2 separate regions of the Tachysurus vachellii genome follow, and region 1 is linked to region 2. The links are chromatin contacts, called in public Hi-C maps. All regions are on one chromosome and are shown on one strand. The core of a region is the stretch at or near the end of the contact, and the rest is flanking DNA. Distances in the headings are between cores, read along the strand shown.

Region 1 (2,861 bases), core at 310-2,809, 700 kb before region 2:
CAGATCCACGCTTGATAAATTGCTTATCAAAAGTACTAGTCTAAAACACCTTTTGTTTAATCTCGACCGATTATTCTCTCTATTCGAACATCAGTACAAATCCTCACAATAGATCAAATTGAAGCAGATCTATCGTTCAACTCAATTTTTATCTTGCCGTTAATTTTACATTTTCATTTACAGCATTTAGCAGACACCCTTATATCCAGAGCAACTTACATTATCTCATTTTTTCATACAACTGAGCAATTGAGGGTTAAGGGCCTTGCTCATGGGCCCAACAGTGGCAGACTGGTGGATCTGGCATTCGAACTCACAACCTTCAATTGGTATCCCAACACACTGGACCATTCTGCATTATACTGTGAATCAGACATCTCAATAACTGAACTGTACTGAGCACAACATACACACGCACATCATCTGTATGGACTGCACAGACCTACACCAATACACACACTTCCAATATACATCCATCAACCTGTTTACATGCTGCTTACGTCCATCAAACTGTTTACATGCTGTTTTTGCACACTTTTTTGCTATTTGCACACACTGTCTTACATTTCCGTCGTTTTGCACATACTGTACAATATATTTCAGTCGTTTTCTGTGTTTGCACAAATCCTATACATTATCTCAGGGACCTGCTGCTAAGTAACTGTGTTCATTCTAGTATTACTGCACGCAATATTGTCTGAACATACAGTATTTACACCGGTCAGCGCTGTTTGTTTGTCTTTTGTGTATTGTCTTGTAACTTTTCGTCTGCACTGTCGTTTGTCCTGCACTGTCTTGTCTGTCTTGTCCTGCACTGTTTGCACCAGGTTGCACAGTTGCACATTATGTGGCTAGGACTACTTACTAAGTCCTTAGCCCTGTCTTTGTTTTATGTAGCACCACAATCATGGAGAGACGTTGTCCCATTTCAGCTATATATGGTTGAAATGACAATAAAAGCTTCTTGACTTGACTTGCAAGGAGTTTATACACTAAACTGAGCATCATGCCTTGCCATGGCTGTACTGGATAAAAATAAGTCCTAGTCTAGCATTCAGCACATTTAACAGATACACAATTAAGACTACTGCTCATATAAATAACACTGTACACAAAAGACAAAGATTGGTGAATTATCTCCATTGTATTTTTATTGCTGTATTGTTTGACCAACATACAGGCTTCAGATCATCTCCCATGTTTCATACAGCGACTGTACAACATTACTGGAGAGAGTCGGGACGGAGATCTTTTTGTTTGCTTTCACTGTTAGCGATAACTAGTCGAAGATAACTAAATAAAGCTAAAGCTAAAGCTAAAGCTAAAGCTAAAGCTAAAGCTAAAGCTAAAGCTAAAGCTAAAGCTAAAGCTAAAGCTAAAGCTAAAGCTAAAGCTAAAGCTAAAGCTAAAGCTAAAGCTAAAGCTAAAGCTAAAGCTAAAGCTAAAGCTAAAGCTAAAGCTAAAGCTAAAGCTAAAGCTAAAGCTAAAGCTAAACTTTCTTACCGTGTTGTGTTAGAGTAGGATTGTGGACGCCCACAGTCTGTGTCAATAAAATAGGTCCGGAACCACTAATTCCGAACAATGGTTCCTACCGCGTTGGAAAATTCGATATTTGATTAATTGTCGTCGTTGTAGTTGTTGTTTTTAAATCATTTCACATTGAACAAATGTTTTTAACAATATAATACGTGAATGAAGCAGTCAAAGTTAATTATTAACACAAAAACACACATTTTAGAACATTTCATATTTCTCACAGTGGTTAATGTGCTCCATTAAGCAGAGTAAAAGGTTTTTAGCTCTTATTGCTCTTATTGTTAAACGCTTAGATTATTGTGGTTTATATACTAAATCTAAAGTTGAGATAAATCCAATTCCGTTTAGTGTTTTAAAAAAGTTGCAGGGCTGTCAAGTGTCAAGCATTGAGAGTGACAGTCACGCATTGAGAGTGACAGTCACGCACTGAGAGTGACAGTCACGCATTGAGAGTGACAGTCACGCACTGAGAGTGACAGTCACGCACTGAGAGTGACAGTCACGCACTGAGAGTGACAGTCACGCACTGAGAGTGACAGTCACGCACTGAGAGTGACAGTCACGCACTGAGAGTGACAGTCACGCACTGAGAGTGACAGTCACGCACTGAGAGTGACAGTCACGCACTGAGAGTGACAGTCACGCATTTCGGTCTTTTCTCACGCTCCCGCCACACATCGTATTTCTCACGCAGAAAAACTTTTTGAAAATTTATCATATATTTAATAAGCCGCAGCGCACAAAATGTATCAGTCCGCACCGCTGTCTCTATGGAAACGGGCAGGAATCAAGCGCGTCTCAGTTCTTAGTCGACCCTGACACTTATTAGCCAATCAAAAAAAAGAGGCTACACAATAGCCAATCAGAAAATAGCACTATTTGGGTAAGATTTAACGCAACAACCAATGAAAAAAAAAAATAGCGAGGGTATTTTCGATGGTCGGTTTGTAAAAAAAACCTCAACACGAAACAGCTTGTCTCTGGACTGGACATTGTCCTCAATCATGACCCTAAAAATGGCTGGGCTTGAGCCGAACTGTGGTCTGACTCTGACAAAAGGTCTGACTTTTCTAGTGGTCCATTAAATATTGTTCACTTCCAGCAAATTAAGGGTCATTCGGACATTAGGTTACTATTACCAATCAATTAAACCTCCGTGCACTCTGTTCGTTGACTGGCAACAAGTTCTGTCTCTCTTAAATCTTTCCACTGGTGATCTGATCTGGTGTCCTTTTCATCATGTGGCACAAATCAAAAACTTTGACTTTACCTTCATAACTATTTAATAATCTACGTTATCCAGACTAAACTATAATAGTTAGCTA
Region 2 (3,232 bases), core at 426-2,925:
AGCTCAGTCAAGTCAAGACAACTCAAGTCAGGTGTGAGCTCAGTCAAGTCAAGACAACTCAAGTAAATTGTCATTGCAAACTTTAATTGTCATTGCAACCATAGCTGTTACATGCTACAGCTATATAGTGCAAAATAGAACAAAGACAGAGCTAAGGTCACAAAGTGCAACCCGGTGCAAACAGTGCAAGACAAAAAATACAAGACAATACACAAAAGCAGTGCCGACCAGTGTAAATACTGTATGTTCAATATTGCGTGTGCAAAAATACTGGAATGAACTCATTAGTATTATAGCAGCAGTTACATGAGGTATTGTAATGTATTTTGCAAAACAGCAATCGACTGAAATGTGAAAGACGACAGAGGAACAGATAGGACAGACAGGAACTCGGTAACCATGATATGGTGGTGGAAAACTATTAGCTTTGATATGCCATGTTGCTGACAGGACCCTGGAAGAGAATACTCATACTGGTTTAAGATGACAGTAAGTGATTCCACCAACCAATTTTCAGATAATAAAATAAAACACTTTTTTAGTTAAAGTAAACATAAAAAAAATGAAAGCAAATAAAACGGAAAATATATTGGATTTAGGGACTGTACACATTTGAAGCACAATACTCCAGTCAGTGACATACATGACACGAGGTACGGCTCACCCGTGGAACGTGTTTAATAATGCTAGATGAAATCATTTTTATTTTATTTCTATAGAACTTTTAACAATAGACCTACTCATGTAGCAGTTGCACAGTAGAGCAGATGGTGATTTATATTTAGATCCTTAATGAGCAAACCAGTGTCAACAGAGTGAAGAGAAGACTCCTTAAGACGGCTTGAGGAAGAAATCTTGTGATGGAACTAGACTCAAAAGGGAACCCATCCTCCTCTGGGTGACACCAGATAATGGAATTTATATTCTAACTCTTCCACAATTGTTTATTGTGTAATATTATTAAAGTGCTTTTAACAATCAACATAGTCACAAAATAGTTTAATTGCAATCTAGATGTTGATCCCTAATGGGCAAGCCAAAGGCAACAGATGCATGGAAAAAGTCACTAAAATGATATGCAGAAAAATCCTTGAAAAGGAAGTAGATTTAAAGGGAATCCATCTTTGTTGATCCTGGAATTAGAAGTCAATATTATTTCACAATTGTATATTATAAATATTATAGTCCAACAGTACTAAGTGTGTTAAATGTATGTTCAGTTCAGCAACAGTTCTTATGTACAGAACAACTTTACAATGTCTAGGTGAGATTATCATCCTTTTAAGAACCAGATCTGTGGATGCAAAACAAGTGATGGTGTTGAGTTGGAATCATCTGTATCGTCTTTATGTCTATTGTATCTACTTCCACAATGGTAGTATTTTGAAGCATTTTGGAAAAAGTTATCCAAAATTGCTAGGAATGATTTCTGGGGTAAAAAAACAACAGAAAAGAAAAGCCTGTCATCAATTTACCACTATTTTCTATTTGGATAAAAATCTATTCTTCTAGATGTCTATTCTGCCTTCAGACAGTCTTTTTTTTAACAAGGAACATGTTTTGATATGTAAACAAATTAGCCTGTGAGATTAAGATGCACAGTGTGTGAATGGAATACATTTGAAGTTTATGACCCTTTTGGATTGCCATACTATAGACTGGGCATTACTCGTCCAAAGTATAGTGCTTCAGTGCGGATGTAGACGACATGGAGGAACAGCTCAGAATTGCAGGGAAAAGACGCACGAAAGCTGCGGTTTGAAAGCTGGGAAAACCCGAGGATCACATCACGGCCTGTACCTGGGGCGGAAAAGTGGTAGGTTTCAACATAGTTTGATCCGTTGATACGGTTTTATCTTGAAAATTTGTAATAACATATTTAGGAGGACGGACGGTGATGGACTAGTTTCGTAAAACATGCACATAAATTGCTTTATATTAGCTTTAGCCTTTAGCTTTAGCCTTTAGCTTTAGCCTTTAGCTTTAGCCTTTAGCTTTAGCCTTTAGCTTTAGCCTTTAGCTTTAGCCTTTAGCTTTAGCCTTTAGCTTTAGCCTTTAGCTTTAGCCTTTAGCTTTAGCCTTTAGCTTTAGCCTTTAGCTTTAGCCTTTAGCTTTAGCCTTTAGCTTTAGCCTTTAGCTTTAGCCTTTAGCTTTAGCCTTTAGCTTTAGCCTTTAGCTTGGCTAGATTGACAGCCTTCTTTCACTAGTTCAAATGGACGTAAGTTAAAATAAATAAGTAACAACAATAATGATAATAGCAGCGCTTTTGCACCGGATGTTGATTTCTTTGATTTGTATGATTTTAACCTTTTTAAATAATAATTATAATAATTATATATTAGTCTGAATCTTGATATATACGAAACATAACAACACCAGAACATTAAAAACTAAATTAATTTTGTCTATCAGATTTTAAGTGTTAATTATGGCTAAAATGCTTCAGGATTGACTGCTTGATTATGATAAATATAATTTAATTACTTCTTAATTCAAACATTTCCAAAAAGAAGTGTGTGTATGTATATATTTATGTCAGTTTTGTTTATATAAAATGCCTTGCAAAAGCATTCAAGTTACAAATGACACACAGATTGTTCCTGGCATTGTTTATACATTTATACTAGGGCTGGGCGATATGGCTGAAAACTGTATCACGATATCAGTGTTTCATATCGGTCGATATCGATAATTATTGATATTTTTTATGACTCGTTTAAAATAAGGACCAGGAGAAAAATATATTCCATTTAAACATTTTTATTTTAAACTTAACCTTCCTCTGATCGTAATCCCCTCAGTTATTAAGACAGAAATGTCAACAACCAGGAAAATTCAAATAATTAAAATGTAAACATAAGTCTAAAGTCACACTGAACACTTAACAATGATCTCTTAACATTTAAGGTACAAAATGAAAGAAAATGTAAGAAATGCTTAATAAAGTGTAATAAAATAGTGCAAAGTGTTAAATATAAACATAGAGAAACCTGAGAAATTTAGTGCAAAATTTAGTGCTAGGAGGTTCACTAGCTGTTCACCTTCTGGTGAATAAAGTGTTTTAAAATATGTGCAGTGTTTTGTAAACATAAATAAAACTGAGGTAGACTGAGATACATCTGTAAAATAAAAAACAAACCTGATACAGTACAGTAACATTGTTTGAAATATAAAACCTGCAGAAATATGAAAAAGTAGCTGACTTTTCCTCTTTTATTTTACAATTTCCTCG

The links. Hi-C and Micro-C count contacts between places; a contact is called where the count stands out from the background.
Region 1: a Hi-C map of blood shows a contact between it and region 2, with 8 times the contacts expected there. The contact joins the promoter of LOC132854806 here to the promoter of tbc1d7 in region 2. A contact is called at or near these places in 3 of 3 Hi-C or Micro-C datasets (blood and muscle).

The regions. Positions count from the first base shown.
Region 1 is chr12:6,230,443-6,233,303 of HZAU_Pvac_v1, reverse strand. It overlaps LOC132854806 (zinc finger protein 239-like), which reads right to left and starts at 1,559. Exons shown (of 2, transcript XM_060883425.1): 1 at 1,504-1,559.
Region 2 is chr12:5,534,626-5,537,857 of HZAU_Pvac_v1, reverse strand. tbc1d7 (TBC1 domain family, member 7) reads left to right here and starts at 1,675. Exons shown (of 9, transcript XM_060883382.1): 1 at 1,675-1,816.